Regions from separate parts of the Gossypium hirsutum genome. Here all the other regions are linked to region 1. The links are chromatin contacts, called in public Hi-C maps. All regions are on one chromosome and are shown on one strand. Each heading gives the region's core, a stretch centred on a gene start, on an enhancer-like site or on the middle of the called end of the contact. The rest is flanking DNA. Distances are from core to core; before and after follow the strand shown.

What was found. Hi-C and Micro-C count contacts between places; a contact is called where the count stands out from the background.
Region 2: a Hi-C map of leaf shows a contact between it and region 1, with 1.9 times the contacts expected there. The contact joins the promoter of LOC107955149 here to the promoter of LOC107955141 in region 1. A contact is called at or near these places in 2 of 34 Hi-C or Micro-C datasets (both in leaf).
Region 3: a contact with region 1 is called in a Hi-C map of leaf, with 1.7 times the contacts expected there. The contact joins the promoter of LOC107955147 here to the promoter of LOC107955141 in region 1. A contact is called at or near these places in 3 of 34 Hi-C or Micro-C datasets (all in leaf).

The regions. Positions count from the first base shown.
Region 1 is chrD04:12,087,779-12,090,951 of Gossypium_hirsutum_v2.1, reverse strand. It overlaps LOC107955141, which reads right to left and starts at 1,547. Exons shown (of 3, transcript XM_016890868.2): 1 at 1,197-1,547; 2 at 484-821; 3 at 1-406. The coding sequence starts at 1,469. The coding sequence ends at 247.
Region 2 is chrD04:12,540,549-12,543,721 of Gossypium_hirsutum_v2.1, reverse strand. LOC107955149 (7-deoxyloganetic acid glucosyltransferase) reads left to right here and starts at 1,637. Exons shown (of 2, transcript XM_016890874.2): 1 at 1,637-2,309; 2 at 3,062-3,173. The coding sequence starts at 1,661.
Region 3 is chrD04:12,386,197-12,389,369 of Gossypium_hirsutum_v2.1, reverse strand. LOC107955147 (NAD(P)H-quinone oxidoreductase subunit S, chloroplastic) reads left to right here and starts at 1,714. Exons shown (of 1, transcript XM_016890872.2): 1 at 1,714-2,520. The coding sequence starts at 1,714. The coding sequence ends at 2,406. LOC107955146 reads right to left here. Exons shown (of 5, transcript XM_016890871.2): 3 at 3,111-3,173; 4 at 2,853-2,966; 5 at 2,492-2,760. The coding sequence ends at 2,663.

The DNA of each region.
Region 1 (3,173 bases), core at 298-2,797:
TTATTTTTTTAGATCTCCCCTCCCAACCCTCCAATACATATTTTCACTATTCACTCACAAATATAATTTAATGGATGGATTCTTCACCATGTGAATGATAATGAAGAATGTGTACCGGAAATGGACCGAATTCTAACCCAAAAAGACGACCTAATCTCTTTAAAAATAGGTAAAACTACTCGTATCTTAGTTCATACAACAACTTGGAACGGTGCTAGTTTGACCTTACCATTTTTCATAAACTATTCATTCTTCAATGAACTTCTTGAGGTTCTTCAACCACAGAATATACTCCCGGCCATCCTTATTAATCATGTACTCGTGCAAGTAATTTGTGGTGCTCGGTTTGATTCCTCGGATCTCCAAATACTTGTGAAAAGCCTTCTGCAGGTTCTCATCCAAATCACTGCAAAACAAGAACATTAGTAATCGCATTCCATGCAAATCAATATTCCAATTTCACAATGTATCGAACAGGCTTACTAGAAATCTGGGCCTTCATAGGCGAGTTCATCCTCCGAGTTGGGATTTCGAACGGACAAACTATCTATGGTAATCTCATCAGGGTAAGCGGTACAGTTGAACTCTAAACTCGGACCATCTTTTTTTGAGACATTAACAACCAATGGGACATTTGATTTACTAGGCTTTTCAGTGTCATCATCATTGTCATCATCCGCTTCGCCTTCACCAGTGACAAGATCAGGCATGTGAACATTAACTTTGACGAGTTCACCATCATACTCTCGTGTTAATGTTATGGTTTGAAGCCCAGGAGTGTCTTCGATTTTGAAAGGGAATTCACTTGGAGTTCCTTCAGCCTGTGAAGAAACAAATTTTTTTTAAATGATTAAAAGACAATTCAAAATAAAGCATTGTTTTCAGCTTGAAAACTTAACATCAATACTAGCTATTAAGCGATTGTTCTGTTTTTTTTCCCCACAAATTCTCTCAATAACCATATTGTAAACGACTAAAAGCAGCTTCTAATTATGTTTCTCGGGTCGGATATAAGTGCTACAATGAGTGTTACCATGTTCCAAGACAGCTCTTGAATTCAATCCCTACAAGTCTTCAGTTGACACGATTTTGATTGTAAAACACCCAAAATCCAACTTCTATTTTTCCACTTACTTTTCGTACAAACCCTAAATGACAAAGAAAATGGGGAAAAGAAAAACTAATTAATTACTCACCTGATCATATTCATCACTCTCCTCGGCACACTGAATCTCAGACTCAATAACTCGGAGAAGAGACTCATCAGAAGCGGATTTTTGAGAATCAACAGCCGTTGAGAAATGTAGGGTGTTTGGGTAAAAACGGTTCACAGTAGGTTGCTGAGGCTGGAATCCATGGTTCAAGGCCGTGAAGATGCAAGAGTGGTAATTTCTCTGGACTCGGGTGAGTCGAATAGCGAGTGGTGCTAAGGAGTTAGCTGTTTTCCGGAGAATGGAAGTGAAAGCCATGGGGTAGAAAGGTTGCTAGGGTTTTGGGAACAGCTAGATTGTAGTACGTGAAGAGGGTTTTAGGTTATTTTAAAGGCAGCATTGATGTTGAGGTACTGATGGGCTATATTCAAAAGCTTCCCCTGTTGGGCCTAATTTGGTCTGGGATTGGGCAGTTACCCATAAATTCTCTAAATCTAACTTTATCCACTCGGGTTTAGCCTATTCTACAATGTCCCAACTGGATTATATGATGTTAACTCTAGGCATGGGGTCTTAACAAGCGGCTTTATTTCATTTGATTACTTATGCTTATTCGAAAGCATTGTTGTTTTTAGCATCTGTATTGATTATTCATTCCATGGAAACTATTGTTAGATATTCTTTAGAGAAAAGTTGGAATATAATTTTTATGTGTAAGAAAGCACGTGTCCATTACGATTTTAATCAAACAAATTATTAAAAATTTCAAATTTCACTAATTTCGATAAATTTGATCCAATTTCAACCAACCTTAATTTTATATTTACAATTTTTAATATTTAAATTTATTTATTATTCATGTTATTATCTATGTGTCAAAATCTAAATATAAAAATGAAAGGTTGCATAAAAAGGTTGAATTTATGTTAACCGAAACAGCAAATCTTATTAAGAAAACCATACATTTTTAAAAAAGAAAATCAATGAAACCTCAATTCTTTTGTGTAATTTCTCTTTGGATAAATTAGCTAGGTGATTATCCAACTTTTAGGTATGTTCCATTTTGATCACCCAATTTAAAAAACTTTCAATTTTATCATCAATTTTTTAAATTTTAAAATTTTAGTCACCCTGTTAAATACTTAATAGAAAGCTGACATGGGTGGTTTTTTATTGGTCTAATAATAAATTTAACTCTCCAATATTTATACATTTTATCAATTTGATCCTAAATCTAGCCATTTAGCCCTCAATATTTACAAAATTTCACAAACTTCAGTAATTTTCACAACAATGATCCTGTATTCTCTCTACTAGCAAATCGGTGAATTGCTTCCCTCTCAGCTTCTCTCCTTTCTTTTTAATTGTTTTATTTTTCTTTTCTATCTCTGCAATTTTGTGCTTTGCTTTGAAAGTTATTCAATTTTTGCACAAGAATGAAGAGAAGAAAACCCCAAAGGTAAAAATAAGAAAAAAAAAAGATGGAAAAGACCTATGCGCCCAAACGTGTTCCTTAACCAGGCCTAGTTAATTTTGGAGAAGCAAGAGTCTGAACTCTGTGTGTGTGTGTGTGTGTTTTAATGGGTTTCCCCTGTAATTTAGATAGTTGCTTCTTTTAGATATTGTTTTTCGCTACTTCAATTGATAGTTTCGTTGGTTAATTTAGTTCTTTTTGACTTATTTCTTATTGGGTTTTTTTTCTCCGATTTCCTTATGCCTGTGAAATTATCTGCACAAGTGTTTCAATTTCCCTTGAAGGGCTTGATTGTTCCACTTTTGGCTTGTTTATAAGTATGTGCCATCATCTCACACTGAAGAAGCCAAATTGGAACAAATCATCACTGATTTCTTGTAAGAGTCTTTTAGAATTAAATCGAATTTTTTTGTAAATGTAATAATTTTTTTAGAATTAGAACTAAATGATAAATTTTGTAAGCGTTGAGGGTTAAATTTGTTAAATTTTTAAATTTAAAGTTTAATTGATAAAATATACAAATATTGAAAATTTTAATTTGTTATTAG
Region 2 (3,173 bases), core at 388-2,887, 450 kb before region 1:
TTTTTAAAAAAATATAAAAATTAATAGAAAACATACCATTATAAAAATTATTTAGAAAATTATAAATATAAAAATTAATAAAAAATCAGAAAAACTGCGAAAAAACTATAAAAAAAATTAGAGATATTAAAATAACTAAAAAATAACAAATAATTATAGAAAATTAAAAAGATACTATAGAAAATTATAAAAATTTCTGGAGAATCATAATAATAATTATAAATAATTATAAAAATGATAAAAAAAATTACAAAAAATATAGAAAATTATGAAAAAAATATATTTTTTTAATTTTACGAACAAAAAATAAATTGAATTCAACAAAACTTAATCGAATCAAACAAAATGATTAAAAACTCTCAAATTTCTCCCAAATCTACTTGCATGGTGCCCTGTCATAGTTAGGGATAAGCAAAACTCGATTTGATTAAAAAAAATCGATTTTTTCAAATTTTGAGTTAATCGAATCGAGTTATTCGAATTATTCGAGTCAAATCGAATAACTCGAGTCGAGTTCGAGTCGACTTGAATTTCACAATTCGAATAACTCGAATCATTTGAATAACAGATTGGTGTAAATACCCCTTTTGGTCCTTGTCAATTTTAAAAATAAGCAAATTGGTCTCTCTCTCAACAAAAATTACAAAATAATTCAAAATAATTTTTAAATTTCAAAATATTTATAAAAATTTGAAAATTTATATTTTAAAAAAATATAATGATTTTAAAAAATTCTAAAAAATATATAAAATTTTTCTAAAATAATAATTTTATGGACCTAATTAATGATTTAAAATTATCATACTCAAGTATCTTATTTTTTTATTATTTTATTTTGAATTTTTTTAAATATATATGGTTTCAAATTTATGTGCTCTAACATAAAATTAATTATAATATAACAATATTTTTATTTAACATATTTTATTTTCTTTAATTTAACTCGAAAATTTCGATTCAAATTTTATTTCACTTGACTAGATTTGAAAAAATTTCAAATTGAGTGAGGATGATAAAGTAAGACTCGTAAACTCAATTAACTCAAAATGTTTTTACTCGATTCGATCGAACGTTGACCCCAAATTGTAGTGCTAACACTATGAAACAAAGCTCGTAAATATAATCACGTGGAAAGCTTTCTCTCCTTCAAATTTGTCTAAGCATTCTCTAACAGTTTTCGAAAAGCTCTTATTGTACCATGTTTTTAGGGAAAAATATTTTCTAAAATTATAGCATGTTTTGTAATTTGTCTAATTTTTTTTAATGTTGAAGTGGTTAATGAAGAAGATAAATGTGTGATGTGGGTATGTTGTTACTATGGGTAGGTAAATAGTAATAATTTAATTGTATATTATCAAAATAAAATAAAATTAATTGAAGCTCAAATAGTAGATAATGAGCAGAGAGAAATTGTTCAATTTCATCCAAGTGGGCTATTTTTTTTACCCTTTTTAAGTCATAAATAATTTTTATTATCTTTTTTTGTAATTTTTATCTTATTTTCTATATTTTGTTATGATTTTTATATTTCTATGATTTTTTATTAAGTTTTACAATTTTTATATTTTAAAAAATTTAAAAGAAATATCTTTTTTTTTTCACTACGTTATCCTTCTAGTAACTATCAACTATCCTGTCGGTCACATATCTCCCATTCACCATGTGCCACCGTACTTCTATTGGCTCTCTCACTCGGTATAGCGAACCAAATGGTCCTATTCTATTGCCGTATTTCAATCATAAAGCAAGTAGAAGCAAAATCCAAGTTGTAAAAAATCAAATCTTGCAAAAGAAAATGGCGCAAGAACAACAACAACAGCCACACACATCATCATCTCATGTACTAATCTTCCCTCTCCCGGCACAAGGCCATGTCAACTCCATGCTGAAGCTAGCTGAGCTATTAGCACATGCAGGCCTCAAGGTCACCTTCCTAAACTCCCACTTCATCCATCAACAACTTCTTCGTCACACCGATATTCTTTCCCGCTTCGCCAAATATGCGGGATTCCAATTCAAGACCATATTAGATGGTGTCCCTAACGATCATCCCAGAGTAGGCGGTGATTTTGTGAGGAAGCTCTTTGATGGTTTGGAATTGATAACCAAACCACTTTTCAAGGATATGCTGGTTAATAGTAAGCCGAAAGTGGATTGTATTATAGGAGATGGGGTCTTAGGGATCGCACTTGATATTGCTGATGACCTTGGAATTCCCATCATTCAGTTTCGTACCATTAGTGCTTGCAGTCTCTGGGCTTATTTTGCAATCCCTGATATGATCCATGCCGGGGAGCTTCCTATCAAAGGTATTATTCCTTTCTTATTCTTTTCCATGAATTTGTTTGAGTTTAATAACTTAACTCATCCATCAATCATAAGACGCTATTTCTTAAACTTGAAGTTCGAATCCAGTGTCTTCTGTAAGCGAAGATAAATGAAAATTCTACACTAATAATTAGAGTTTGGGTTAACAGTAGGATGCGAAAATATCCCTGTTTTGATTTGTCTCAAATTTATAGGGGTCGATTTTTTTAATAAAATTTCTAGTCGGTGTGGATCCACCTCACCGTGTTTTATATATAATTTAATTTTGCTATTAATCTTGTACTTTCTAAAAGTTATAGATATAGTCTTTGTATTTTTTAAATTAGTCAATTTTAATTTTTTTTAATATAAAATTTTAGTTCTTACTTAAACAGTAGTAGTTAAATCTATTTGGTTAAATTCAATTACTTGTCTTGTACTATTCATAAAGTTGCCGATTTAGTTTATTTTCTTCATTTGGATCATTCTAAATTTTTATACATTTTCGAATTTTAAAATTTCAATCTTAATACAAATAACAGTCATTAATCTATTAATTAGACTTTTAATGAGTAATATGTAAAAATAATAAATTGTCATGAAATTACACATATGATAATATATTTAGCTATTTAAATTTTAATATTTTATTTTTAAGTACATATCTATGTTGTAAATCTGTATTTCCACACATACACATGTGATTTTTGATATCAAATAAGGCCTCTGACAAAGCTACATGTGTTTGTGGAAGGAAATGAAGATATGGATCGACTAATAACAAGTGTTCCAGGCATGGAAGCTTTTCTTAGATGTCGAGATCTTCCAAGTTTTTGCCGAGCAAGCGACACCAAAGATTCAATTCT
Region 3 (3,173 bases), core at 465-2,964, 300 kb before region 1:
TTGAAAATCAACAATTACCTTCGCACGATACTGCAACTCACAGACATAAAACGTTAGGGGGATTGTTATCCTCTCGATCTTCGCCTAAAAGAAGACCAATCGAACACTTAAGCAGAGAATTCGAGCAAATTAAGCAAAACCCAAATTTGACAACAACGAACGATAACAAACGTTAATAGAAATTCAACAACAAAACTTACGTAGTTAACCTTTCAGTCAAAAAATAATGAAATGTGCAATTTTCCCAACAAACTGTAGCAAAAATTTAACAGAGAGAAATCAATAAGCAAGCAAATGAGAGGAACGACAGGAAGCAAAAACAAAAACAAAAACAAAAAGAAACATAAAAAGAAAAAGGGAAAGAAGGAAACCATTTAATTAATTTAAAATAACTAATTGCGAGTAGAAAAATAAATAAAATAAAAAAATACATTCCCTTTTCACTTATGTAGAGATTCGAACACAAGACCAAAAAGCATACAAAAATTTAACCATTAAACTAGTAGGCTCATTCTTAACACAAGTTAACGCAAAAATAAACTTAAGTCGAAAGTTCAAGGTTAAGGGTTAAGTCAAAACAAGTAGTAAAGATTTGAAAAAGATAGATTTAAATACTTGACCTTAAACACACAGTTAAGGCTCTAAACCAAGGTATCAAACACTTATCTTATTGATCAAATTTAACAAACGAACATTCAAATTTTTGGGACCTTACAGTTAAATCGGTTAATTTGGTCAAATGAATATTATTAATTTTTTTATATATATTTTAAACTTGTTTTAACAAAAAAAAACATATAAATTTCGGTTCGTTTAATTTTTTTTTTAAATTCGATTCAATTAACGGTTGAAGGATTAAAAAGTTCGATTAGTTTGGTTAACCGTTTAAATACCCATAATATTAACTCTAAATTATTTAGATTTGTTTTATAATGTGCAGTTGTTAATGAATTAGATATCAAATTCCGATCCTAATCCTTACCACCAATTATATTAAGTCACATTGTGAACATAAACCTCCAATTTCATAAAATAATTAACAAAAAAAAGTCAATTCTTCTTTCGCTCAAAAGATTTATAGTTTTTTTTTAATTGTTTTAAAATTGATTCCAGATTTTCTCCTTCATTTTGCATTCTCCATAAACGCTTATGGTCTCCCGCCATTCTCCTGTTTTAATTATCATCCATTTTACCATCTTACGCTAATTTTGTTGGAATCCAAAGTAACATTCCCGTAAAACTTCTTAATACATTATTCCTATATTTGATTACACATCTGCAGCAGAATCGAGTACCTTTCTAGTTTAATATAATGAAACGGTTAATCACATACCTCATTAAAAATATATATAAAATGAAGACTAATATTCATGTTATTAATAACTTTAAATTCTTTAGTTTTGTTTCTGATCATATTTGCTCTTTTTGACACAATATTATAATTTCTCTTAACTTACGAATAGGAGTATAATGAATTTTAGCACACTCGAAACCAAATCTTTTTGCATTGACAACAATACATATGTCAAACAAACAAAAATTCAATAAATTATTTTATTTTTTTTAATGTGCGGTTGTTAATGAATTGGATATTTATAATGTATAGTGGGACGAATAGTATGAAGATAAAATCAGCAACCAATAGAAAACATTTGTGGTTAGGATTAGAATCTACAAAAGGGCTACTTCTCCACTTGGACTCTGAACCAAACCATGGGTTCTTCTGCCATCACTCTCCCAACCCTTCAAGGTTCTCTATTTCAATCTCATTTCCTAGGAAAAAGCCCCATCACCCATCGTCCTTATAAACCATTTTTCTCGGTTGCCAAACAGCCTAAAAAGGCCTTCTATGCCAAGTTTGATCTATTTGAAATCTTGGGAGGTAGGGGGCTCTGCAATGGAGAAAAAGGCATTGAAGTTGAGCTAAAGAGAAACGTGGATGAAGCTTCATCAGTTGGTAACACAGATGTTGAAAGTTCTGACAGCACAGCAATCTCAGTTCAAGATGATGCTTTCGAAAAGGAGATGATGGGGCTAACCGGGGGGTTCCCCGGTGGTGAAAAGGGATTGAAAAAGTTCATTGAGGAAAACCCACCACCGGCGAAGCAATCAGTTTCCGATTCGGTAAGTATTGCTAGGCTTGGGAAGCCAAAATCACCGGAGTTGCCACTGTTAATGCCGGGAATGATCGCGATTGTTAAGAACCCGAACAACCCCTTCTACATGTACTGCGGCATTGTGCAGCGGATCACTGATGGGAAAGCAGGGGTTCTTTTCGAAGGTGGAAACTGGGATAGATTGATCACGTTTCGACTGGACGAGCTTGAACGCAGAGAAAAAGGCCCTCCAATGAAGAATCCAAAGTCTGTTGTTCTTGAAGCTTTGTTAGAAAAGGATCCAAAATGATTTCTGTGTCTCAAATGTATGAAATGGTACGAAGCAGTTTTTGACTATTAATGCTTAGTTAGGAATCATTGGCATATAAAAGATATGTTAAATGCTCTTTTATTGGTTCCTAAACTACATTATCACATTCTTGATTTCCTTATATAAACCAAAATACGATATACCTACAACATCAACTACTAACCTAATACTATACTGCAAATTTCCCAACAAAACAAATACTATTAAGAGAATTCTCAACTAAAATTTCCAGGGTTCAATAGCTCCACTCCTGGGGAAGATTTAGGCCTCTTTCTGCTCTATAATTTCTCCTTGTTTGGTTCAATAGTATATTTCTTCTGGCAACCAAAGCATCTGCATAATTTAGAACAATCAGGATTCAATGACTTAAATTTGGTTCAGTTAAGCTTTCGGAAGTGCAAAAATGGTGTGATCCGTAGGCTCACCATAGTTTGGGGCAAAGCTAGCTTTGAGATGTGGCTGAACATGACTGCTGGAATCAGCAAAATTCAGATTTAAAGCTTGAACAACCTTCGCTGGGACTAGCACTGTTGAGCAACCTGTTTCAAACAGAAATAAGAACCAAGCAAAAGAAAACTCAATAATTCATGGATTTAAGAAAAAAAACTGAGGAGCAAATATGTTGTTTCAAAGGGTTTAAAGGAGCCCTCAAAAGAATGGTGGGTAAAACAAGGATTTAGTACCTGATTTCTTCTGAGGCGCAGGGGTGTTGTTTGGATATGTACGAGGTAAGAAAACACCAGTTC